2 separate regions of the Oryctolagus cuniculus genome follow, and region 1 is linked to region 2. Evidence: chromatin contacts called from public Micro-C data. All regions are on one chromosome and are shown on one strand. Each heading gives the region's core, a stretch centred on a gene start, on an enhancer-like site or on the middle of the called end of the contact. The rest is flanking DNA. Distances are from core to core; before and after follow the strand shown. Region 1 holds the start of BTG3 (BTG anti-proliferation factor 3). Region 2 holds the start of C4H21orf91 (chromosome 4 C21orf91 homolog).

Region 1 (5,604 bases), core at 2,979-5,478, 270 kb before region 2:
AAAGACAGCTGCAAGTGAGAATTCTCTTCTTCCTAAGTGCCAAGGCAGCAAAAATTTCATGTGAGTCTGGAGTCATTTATACCTCAGTCTAAATCTCAGCTAGTATTTGCCAGTTGTGGATCACAAGTGAATTATCTTCACCTGCAAAGTAACAGTGGCTTCTACCACATAGAATCATACGTAACATAAATTAGGTTACTCCAACAAATGTTAAGAATATATTAGGTGTCTAATAGTCTCAGCTCTTTTCTGTCCAGTTTTTCTTCAAAAACTTTGTATAATGTAATTTAGTTTTAGATACAATATGACTCATTTTCCTTAACTCTTACCATACCAATTTACAAGTGATCAAGTGTCCTTTAGAACTGTGAAAACCCCAAGCACCTATCATGCACAGATAGATACATTCAGTAAGGAGTCAAGACAATAACCCTAACAGACTAACCTCTTAAAGAGATGATAGCACTGGATTTCCCCAGACAGGCAGTGGGAACCCACCAACAAATAGGTGTATTTTAAAATACCTAGATACCCCCACAGAGTTCTATATTTTGCAGATACAACTACAATAGGCATAAGCTGGACGTCCTCTAGTCCTGCATTCACTACAGAAATTGATCAGCTGCTTCACTTAGCCTAATTTAATTCTTAATCTAATCCTTTACCTGTAGGCCTGTCCTTTTGATGGTTTCTCTGGATACCAGTGATTTTTGTACTTTTCTTGAAGTATCAGAGTCAGTTTTTCAGCAAACCTCTCAACTGCCTCTTTTTTCAACTTGTCATGTTTTCGAACCAGCCTTGTGAAAAAGAAGACAACAGCAGCAATTTCATTCTTCATTTTTTCCTGCAAAGATAAAACATGCTTTCTCAAAAAACCAAAATATAAAAACTAGAAGATAAAGTTTTCTAAGATATTGCTCCTAATGTTTCCCTTTCAATTTTACCTTGTGCTTCACTGGCTCAACTCTATAATTAGGGAACAGTCACTAATTTGTAAAAACGTCTTATTATAAAATAAGACTTAAGAATAACACCACTTAGCTTTGTGAAGAAGTTCAATAAAAAGAAAATCCCAGATCGCTCCTATGGGCTAAAATTTAGTGATATTACACAGAACACTGTTAATACTACATAGTTTCTAGTAAATACATCAATATTCATCAAAAAAGCTTAAGATTCTTTGACATGATTTGAACTTTAAAACTGAATAAAGTCCACTTTAAGTATAGGATTGTTCAGACATTTTTGGTAGTCTGTTAGCTCCTGGAAAGGTTAAACAGAGTTAACCATACGTTTCCAAATTCTACTTCCAGCTATATACCCTGGAGAAATGAAAACATTATGTCCACAAAAACTGTAAGTGGCCAGGAGATTTATAATAGCAAAAAACCTGAAGAGCACAACCTGAATATCCACCAACTGATGAATGGGCAAATAAAGTGTGTTATATAAATATAATGGAATATTATTTGGCAATTAAAAGGAATAAAGCACTCATACATGCTGCAACATGGGTGAACCTAAAATACATTATGTTAAGGGAAAGAAGGCAGTGACAAAACATCATTCATAAGCAATGTACAGTAAACCTGTATACACAAAAAGTAAAATGTAGTGACCTAGAGGTAGGAGGATTGTAGGTAAACAAAGGATGATGCTAATTAAGTACAAGGTTACTTTTTGAGGTAATGAAAATATTCTAAAATTGACTATGGTGATGGCTGTACAATTCTGTGAATATACTAAAACTATCTCAATGAAGCTGTTATACATAAAAAATTCAGTATTGGAGTTTCTGTAAGTACTCTTTCAGGGATAGGGATAAATTTACCTAAAGGTCAAAAAGGAGTTAGTGACTCTATCAAAACATATTTAAGAGAATAGAAATCCAGTTACCCATAGAAAAACTAAAAGAAACTTAAAATTTAGCTACATTTTGTAACTGCCTAAAACAAAACATAACAAAACAAAAAAAGACCTTTTTTAAAACAGAGGATCTCACTTATCATTGATTAATTTGTAAAGGCAAAAAAATGTTCTCCAGGGATTGTTTCAATATATATCTTTAGTCAACGAGCTCATTCATTTGACTGCTGTAAGTATCCTGGAGTTATTCAGATGCTGCATTTACTAAGCAACATCACCTTTTTTGGACCCAGTTATTAAATCTATACAGCTTTTGCTATGTTAAGTATAAAAACTGACTAACCTAGCAATCAACAGTTTGTGTTCCCACACATTCAAAAAACAAAGCTGTTAGCTTTCCTTTTTTTCACCCCTCAAACTGCTCTTTAACTTTCTCTTCACGTGATTACTCCGTGTTTGAACAAAGGACTTCAGTGTGAAATAAATTCTATATAGTTATCTGAGAGCTGTGCTGGCAGCCACAGTCAACCTGATCCTGGATGGGGAGACACCCAAACCTTCCTCCTGGAACCCTAGAATGCCAAATACTCCATCTATGACTAGCTACCAGTTACTGCACACAGGTTCGCACACACAGCTCCAACCCACTACATCTGCTGGACAACCTCTTCCCTAAAAATGTGAGCCATTTCTACTTTATAAAGCTGCATTTATACTCTACCACGTTATGATGGAGGTTGGGAACCACTGCAATTTAATACATGGTTTGGGAAGAAAGTTGCTGAGAGAACTACATTAGCCTCCACCCTATCAAAAAGAAAAAATAGAAAGAAAAAAAAACACTAGGAACCATATTAAAGAAATATACTGAATCCCATACTAGATCATTCTCTAATTTCATTAAATTTGCCAACTATGTGCTACATATAGGAGTTTTGGGTTTTCCTTTTGTTTGCTCAGTTTCATATCAAAATATAAAAAAGAAAGAAAGGAAAGAACCACTTAGTGGTTGCTTTTAGTTGTAACACAAGATGAGTCATACGGACTTTATTTATTTATTTTTTCTGTTTGCAAGAATGATGACTGGGAAAGCTGAAAAATAAACCCAGCCCCACCAGTATTCCAGGATATCAAAAAATAAAAGAGGAAGCGTTAAAAAGCCAGAGGTCAACCTGAAGCAAGCGGAGCCAAGAAGACATTAGACATCTTGATTTAGAGTAACTGGCCGCAATCCCTCCACCCACACTCACAGCAAAAAGCTCCCATTTTAAATATTGTACGATGACGTCATCCTGGGACGTCGTCACCGCGGCGGCGGCGGCTCCTCAAGTTCTACTTTGTTCCACAAGCTCCCCTGCGTGGAGAAAACCCAAAGGAAAACCAAGCCGGGCTTTCCAGGATTGTATAACTTTGTACTTTTCCCTCCCTCATACGGACAAGACAATGGCAACCGCTTCCAGAGCCGAGTGCTTCTCATGCTGGACGTCCCCAAGGCTGAGGGAGCGGGGGGCATGGCCCGCGCCGGTGAGGAGCCCTTGACCAGCCTCAGCGCTACAAGGCGGGCTCCAGAATTTTCCAAGGGGCCGGGAGTCTGACTTTGTGAAGCCTTCAAAAGCTGCTGCTAAGCCCTCCCGCTGGGGTCTGAAGGGAGCGAGGTGAGCAGGCATCACACATCTCCACCCACTCCTGAGGAAAGAAGGGCCGGCGAGCTGCGCCCAACTTCTGCAATCGCGGTTCTCCCCCAAGTTCAGGGGCGAGGGGCCACGGGGAGTCCAGTTCCCTGCCTCCTCCCCACACAACAACCCCGGCGGGCCCCGGCCGGGTTCGACGATCGGGGCTCCCCTGAGGCGCGACCCTCCTGAAAAGCAAGCGGGGTCCAGGGTTCCGGAAAACACAGCAACGCCAAGGGGTCTGGCGGAAAGGGAAAAGGCGCAGGTCTGTCGCCCACCCTGAGGCGGAAGGGAACGCGCGGTGGAAACGTGGCAGGAGCCTCGGGGCGGCGTCTGCCCCTCGGCGGCCCGCCGCGGGTCCCGCCGCCATCCTCGCGGGCGACCTCCTCAGCCTCGGCTTGGCGCCGGGCCGGAGCCCCGGGACTCCGGTTCGATCCCGCCCCGCTCCCCTTTCCTCGGCGAGCCTCGACGTGGCCTCTGGCACGCCCGGACCACCCTCCCCCGCGATGCCCTCAGCCCCGCCATGTCCTCCGACCCCCAATCCCGTCTCCTCACCGCCGCCGCCGCCGCCGCCGCTCTGGGCTCGCAGATGCGTCTGCTTGGACCGTGTCCGGCCAAGGAACCGAGGGAGCCGCCTCAGATGGCCCGCGCTCGGCGACAGGGAGCTCAGAGAGCCTCGTCCGGCGCGTGCAGCTCCCGCGTCGTCGGGCGGCCAGGCGCGCGCTGAGAGAACTGGCTGGCGGGCCGGCGGGAGAGCGCGCGCACGAGCGAGCGCGGTCCTGAGGCGGCGCGCGGGGGGCTCGCGGCCCGGAAGAGGGGAGGGGCGATGACCCGGGAAAGGGTTGGCGCCGCGTGGGACCGGCTGGCGCGCCCCGCGGGAGGGGTGGGGGAGGAGCAAGGGGCGGGGCCTAGCCGCGAGCCCGCCCGGAGCCGCGGGCCGCGCGCGAGGTACCTTCGGCGGGGACACGCGCCGCGCGCAGACCCTCGGACTCGAGGTCCTCTGCGCGAGTGGTTTCCCTTTACGCCAGAGAGCGGCGCTGCGGGCCCCGTGGCCCTCGCCCGGCTGCCCCACCTGCTGCAGCACCTTCCAGCACTTCAGGGGGTCGCGAGGGCCGTACCCCCTAGGTTGCCCCTGCTTCTGCTCCCGCCCTGTGGGCTCTCCTTGGCGCGCTGCGTCCCGAAACCTCTGGCCGGGAGGGCGAGTTCTAGACCTGGGCTCCAGACCTGGGCTTCGCAGCGAGGCACGGACCAGACAGGAAGGGGAAGGAGCCCTAGCCTTCGTGCTGTGGTAATTAGCGCCGCGTCCACCGTGCAGTCGCCCGCCTGTGTTCTAGGTAGTTTGTTTGGAACTCTTCGTTGCGCCCTTCCCTGGCTGCGGGCGCTCCCTCGGAGCCGGGACTGCCTCCCGTGGCGGGCTGTTTCCCGACCTGGCACTGGCTACCAAGTCTTACCCAGAGGAGAGGCTCCGGGGATGGCAGCCCAGTGAATGAAGCCTTGAGTCCTGGCGTTCCATTTCTGAAACACTTCCACTCAAGGACTTCCCAGATGCAAAGCTTAATCCTTGAGCAAATACAAATATGGAACAGGACCATTAACTTCGTGGAGAAAAGAAGGAACAGCTTCCCAGCCTTTTATATTGAATTGGCACCATGGTATTAGTTTTGTGAAAGCACTTTAATGCATTAAACATCGGATTGGCACCTTGATCTTGAACTCCGGCTTCCAGAACCGTGTTCGTTGTTTAAGCCAGACTATTGTATTCAGTTAATTACAAAATATCGCTACTTTTTAATCGAAGAAAGGCTCTAAAATGTGTTGTAAATTATTGAAAAGCTAATTATTCAAGTTGCATACTGGCCACATTCCTTACTGCCCATGTGACCTGAAAAGTTTTATGAATGTTCTACATTTTTATTACTGACGGTGCTATAGCTTCTTGTCAGTTCAAGACAGTTTTTGTTTTTAACAGTTATAAACATACAATCTCCAAACCAGTAAAATAAATATTTGTATAATTGAAAAAAAAAAATACTAGGGATGGGGCTACTTGCTGGACAATTTAAAGAAA
Region 2 (5,584 bases), core at 686-3,185:
AAATATCTGGAGAACTTTAAAAAATATGTCTTACAGATTAATAAGAGCTCTCAAAAAACATTTCAGTTTTTTAACATTATGATGGGTGTGTGTGATCATTGAAAAGTTTTCTAAAAATTAAATTTTTTTTCCAGGTAACAGGATAGCCCTGGGGGTTTAGCGGCAGTGCTAGGCTCACCTGGCATCCTAGGCCAGAGGGAGTAAAATTGTGCTGCTCTGATACCCTATTAAGTTTTCAAACCAGGAAACATGTTCATCAGTCAGTACTCACACCTCATTTTCTTATTAGCAAAAATGGGGTTATTACTCTGAGTTTAAGAAGCTAAGATTTCTTTTTAACTCGTTTCATTTCCAGAAACTCTTATCTTTAACAGATCTCTACACTTCGCACTCTGCAGTTCCCAATCACTTGAGAAATTTTACTTTATAACCAGTTCATGATAAAACGGTTGTGTAAAGTTCATGCCACAAAATTAAAACTCTGTGTCCTTACCCTCAATGTTTAGCTCAAAACAAATGTGGCAGAAGGAGAGTGTTTCTTTGTCTGTTCCCAGTTTACAAACACTGCAGATGTTGTCATCATTTAGATCAATGTTTACAAACTGCTCCTCTTCGTTCATAGTGCCCCTGTTGGGAAACAGAAAAGAAAGTTATGTAATTCCAAGAATTTCTTACAACGGGCAATACTGAGAACTTCTAGGAAACGAGGATGCTGTTCTGTCTCTGTAAAGCGATGGCCCCACGACACCGGCATCGCCATACTTGCACTTCAACATCCTACTTTTACTGTGGAAAGACAGAGGAGTAAACTTTAAAGCCTGGCTAGAGGTCACTCTATGCCCAGGTCTAGACTCACTCTCTTTTTGGTCGCGTATTTCATCTGGTCTCGGGAACTGGACAGCAAGAGGTTTGCAAGTCCTAGTCCTCCTCCTCCTCCGCCCCCGATACAGACTTTGTGGCACAGAAGGGAGATTAGCAGCTAGGCCTTTTCAGCTGCTGATTGGGTCAACCAATTTAACGCTGTTATACCCGGGGGAGACGACTTGCTGGGGACACTGCTTTGCTAACTTCATGATGGGAACCTTAGGTGCGTTTCCCTGCCTCCACGTCGCTAGGCTTCCTAGCCGAGGTCGCGGCCGGAAAAAAGCACGTGGAAACGCCAACATCCCGGGAGAGTGGCCCGATCCCGTCCAAGGCACCCGCACCCAAGACCGAGCGACGGCTCCACGGTCCGGGGCGGTGTGAGTCGCGAGGTGCGCGAGCCCGAACGGCGGGAGCGCCGCATCCCCTAGCCCTGGGCTTTCTCCCACACAGGCAGGCGTCCGAGGAGTCCCGGCGGCCGGTCCGTCCGGCCGCAGCGTTTCGGGGAGCGGGTACTCGCCCGGTCTCCGGCGTTAGGGTCGCGCTCCTGCCTCAGAACCGCGTCCGTCAGTCCGTCCGTCGGGGCACTCTGAGCGCCACGACCACGAGGGGCAGCCGGGCTCAGAAGTCCACAGAGGCGGGGCCACGGGGCGGAACGAGGGCTGGACGCAGGCGGGGCGGGGGTCCGAGTGCGGGGTCTTTACCGTCCGGCTCCGCCGGCCGCCGCAGCCCTTCCGAGCGGCTCGGGCTCCTCCACTATTGTTTCCGGCCGCAGCGGAGGCGGCAGCAGCAGAGGCCGCCGCCGCGCGCCTGGCCCCGCCCTCTCCCGCCGGCGCCATCCCGTGAAGGCTTCGGGGAGGGTAGCGCAGCCGAGTGCAAAGTTGCCCGGTCTCTCGGAGGCTGCGGAGCCGCTCCGTAACCGCTTTCGTTTACGTCGCACCGTGCCTTCCGATTCTGGTGTGGTTCCCATCGTCTTGCCTGGGTCTCTTACCGGTCTGTGGCCCGCAGCTCCTCACAGCCCCCCCTCCCCTCAGCGCGAACATGGATGAGCCCGTTACCGCCTCCTCTTTCGGCGTAGTGGAAACTCCCGCCAGGGGAGGGGGCCGCCGCGGGGCGGGAGCCGGAAAGTGACGGGTGGGTGCGAGAAAGGGGCAGAGACGCGTGGGTAGGGCTTGCTTGGAAATCAGGAGACTGAGGCAAAATACTATCACTGAACTTCCAGGTGGGTGCCAGTTGACCTGTATCATGAGGGAAAAGTTCGTGTGCCAGGTGTCCTGATTTCGGCATACTTTAAAATACAGAAGCTGCATTTTTTTTTAATACGGACTTTTTTTTAAAAAAAGGGGGTGCCCTTCCCCCACGTATGGTACATTCCTTGCACGCCCGAGGTATAATGCTGGAGTCACACTTCTTATTTTTAGGTCCACTCCTCTCTTAAACTCTTTGCCTCACTTCTTAAGCCATTCTATCTCCATCTATCGGAATTTTTGTGTCTGTCGCTGTCTCGGTGACAGTTTACGCAGTACTTTCGCTTACGTTGCCTATTGTGATCCTCACTACAGGCTAGAGAGGAGAAACGGGAACTGTTCTGTCGTTTTGCAAGCTAGGACGGACTGCCCCGAGTTGTCACGGTTGGTGACAAACAGATCTGGGGCTTGAACCAAAGGCGCCTGACGAAAAGATCACTGTTATTTTCCATCCCATTGAAAGCACCTGTTCTGGTTACAGTCACAAATAGAAAAGGGGTTGGGTTGTCAGTCTACAGGATAGTATTCTGAACTAATGGTAGGAGTGGATTCTATATCTTTGAAATTCTGAGTCAGATTGTCACTTGATGTACACCATGGATGTCCCCAAAGAGTGATTTGTGTTCTTGCTACTTAAAAAAAAAAGTGTGGTAGATGGGCCAGCAACAGTGACGTCACCTGAAACTCTCAGAAATGTACAACCTCAGGTCGGTTTCAAGATTGCCTCAGAACCTGCAGTTAACAAGTGACTCCTATGCACATTAACATTTGAGATGCACTAACTGAGGTAGAAAAGTCTGTTTTTCTACATGGATTTCTCGTTCTAGGTATATATGACTAAAACATGTAGCATCTTGGATTCTACCCATCTTTTCCATAAAACGTGCTTTCTAGAATCACTAATGATTTCCTTGCCTTTTAAATGGTCAGAATTATTTATTGTGGCATTTTACACATTTTATTTGTATTCTTTGAAACTCTCCTTTTTGTTTTTTTTAGATTTATTTATTTATTTGAAAGGTACAGTTGGTGGGGGTAGGAGGGATGGGGCGGGGAGAGAGAAACAGATCTTCCATCCACTGGTTCTCTCCCCAAGTGACTGCAACAGCTAGGACTGTGCCAAGTCGAAGCCAGGAGCCAGGAACTCCATCTGGGTTCAGGGGCCCAGGGTCTTGGGCCATCTTCCACTGCTTTCCCAAGCACGTTAGCAAGGTGCTGGATCAGAAGTGGAGCAACCAGGATTCCAACTGGCATCAATGTGGGCTACAGACTGTGGCCTAATCAACTAGGCCACATCACCACCCCTCCCATTGTTTTTTAAATCAATGCCTCAAGGTATAATTTATAGAAAACTTTCTCATTTTAAAAGCACAGATCAATGAGTTTTAACAAATGTATGCACTTATATAAGGACCAACCCAACCAAGATATAGAATATTTTCACAATCCTCAAATCTTATTGATGCCCCTTCCCAGATAAACTTCCCTAACTTCTAGTGTAGTTTATATCACTAAAGGTTAGTTTTACCTGTTCTAAAAGTACATATACACAGAATTAATGTATGCGTTCTTTTGTAATTGACATCCTTTCAGCATGTTTTTAAGATTCATATTGATGTTTTATAACAGTAATTTTACGGTTTTACAATTTGTTTCTCTGTTTACTTGCTGGTGGAGACTAATTGTTTTCTAGATTTTCAACTAGAACTGCTGTGAACATTCATTTACACATCTTTTTGTATACTGATATCTTTCTCTTTTGTAAATACCTAAAATGGAATTGTTAGATCATATGGTAAGTATTTGTTTAATTTTGAAAGAAACTGCCAAACTGTCTTCCAGGGTGGGTTTCAAACCATTTGCTGTATTCTGAATGTTTGTGCCCTCAAAATTCAGGTACTGAAATGTTAATCCTCAAGCTGGTAGTAACAGGAAGAGAAATCCTCAGAGGTGATTAGGCCATTAAGGCTGAGATTAGTACCCTTCTAAAAGAGGCTTGAGGGAGCTACTGTGCACCTTCTGTCGTGTGGCAACAAAGTGCCATCAAGAAACAGAGAGCCCGCCCGTAACCAGACACTGAATCTGCTCATGCCCTTCTTGTGGGCTTTCCATCCTCCAGAATTGTGTGGACAATAAATTTGTGTTGTTTATAAATTTTCCCATCTAAGGAATTTGTCTACAGTGGCCAGAATGAACTAAGATGCTATTTACATATTTAGGATTATTAAGGTCTTCTTGATGAATTCACCTTTTTCTCATGGAAAAACCTATATTTTGTAATATTTCTTCTCCTGAAACCTACTTTCTCTGATATTAATATAGACACACTCTAAGTTTTATGATTGGTATTTCTCTTCTTTTTATTTTGACCCCTTGTGGGTCAAAAAGTTCACAGAAAAGGTGTATTATGAAAAAAATGATAATGATTTCAAATTTTTGCATCAAAATAGACTTGTCTTTTAATCCAATTTCCCTGAAGTTTCAGAATCTCACACATACACACACACACACACACACACATAATATATAGCAGTAGTATTTTGTGTTTTAAATTCAGTCTGGAAATCTGTCTTTTAATTGGCACATCTAACCCATTTATGCTTAATATAATCATCACTGTCATTGGATTTAAATCCATCATCTTGCTTTTTGTGCTATATGTTCTTATTCCATTTATCGTTTTATTTCCTCTTTAAATACTTTATTTATTTTTTTTGTATTTTTGTCTCATTATATCTACTTTATTAGCTACACTTTATGTGTATATAGGTATGTACATATGTATGTATCCATTTATTTTTAGATTGCTCTAGGGTTTACTAGATCTGTATTTAATAATGCTTATAAATAACACTTTGATAATATTTACATGTAAATAATACTTCATGTAAAATGTAAGAGACTTATAATAATATATTTCTGTTTACTCTGTTTGCATAATTACCATATTCAGACTCCAAATACGTTATTATTTTTCATTAATCAGCTATCTTTTGAGCAAATATGAAAAGAAAATATCTTTTTTATTAATGCATGTGTTCCTCATTTCTTTGTGCATATCCAGATTTTTATCTGCTTTCACTTTCCTTCATTTGAAGAACTTGTTTTATCATTTATTGTAGTGTACCTCTGCAGGTGACAATTTCTTCCAGCTTCTGTTCCTCTGAGAAAGTACTTCACTTTCATTTCTGAAGGCTGCACTGTGTAGATCTATGAGGGGCCTTAATAAAGTTCATGGAAAATGCATGTTATAAAAAACAAATTAACTGTGCTTTAAATTCGAAGTATTTTTTGCACCATAGTAAATTTATCTTTTAATTCCGTATTTCCATGAATGTTTTGAAGTACCATTGTAGAATTCTAGGAGGATATCCTTTTTTCCTTACAGCATTTTTTTTCTAAAGATTTATTTATTTACTTGAAAAGTGGAGTTTCAGAGAAAGGCAGAGACACACAGAGAGAGATCTTCCATGTGC

What was found. A called contact is a pair of places that touch in the nucleus more often than the background predicts.
Region 1: a contact with region 2 is called in a Micro-C map of ear pinna, with 5 times the contacts expected there. The contact joins the promoter of BTG3 here to the promoter of C4H21orf91 in region 2. A contact is called at or near these places in 2 of 6 Hi-C or Micro-C datasets (ear pinna and psoas muscle).

The regions. Positions count from the first base shown.
Region 1 is chr4:29,392,114-29,397,717 of mOryCun1.1, reverse strand. It overlaps BTG3 (BTG anti-proliferation factor 3), which reads right to left and starts at 4,228. Exons shown (of 5, transcript XM_002716768.5): 1 at 4,092-4,228; 2 at 666-844. The coding sequence starts at 838.
Region 2 is chr4:29,122,207-29,127,790 of mOryCun1.1, reverse strand. It overlaps C4H21orf91 (chromosome 4 C21orf91 homolog), which reads right to left and starts at 1,935. Exons shown (of 5, transcript XM_008267139.4): 1 at 1,566-1,935; 2 at 494-627. The coding sequence starts at 1,831.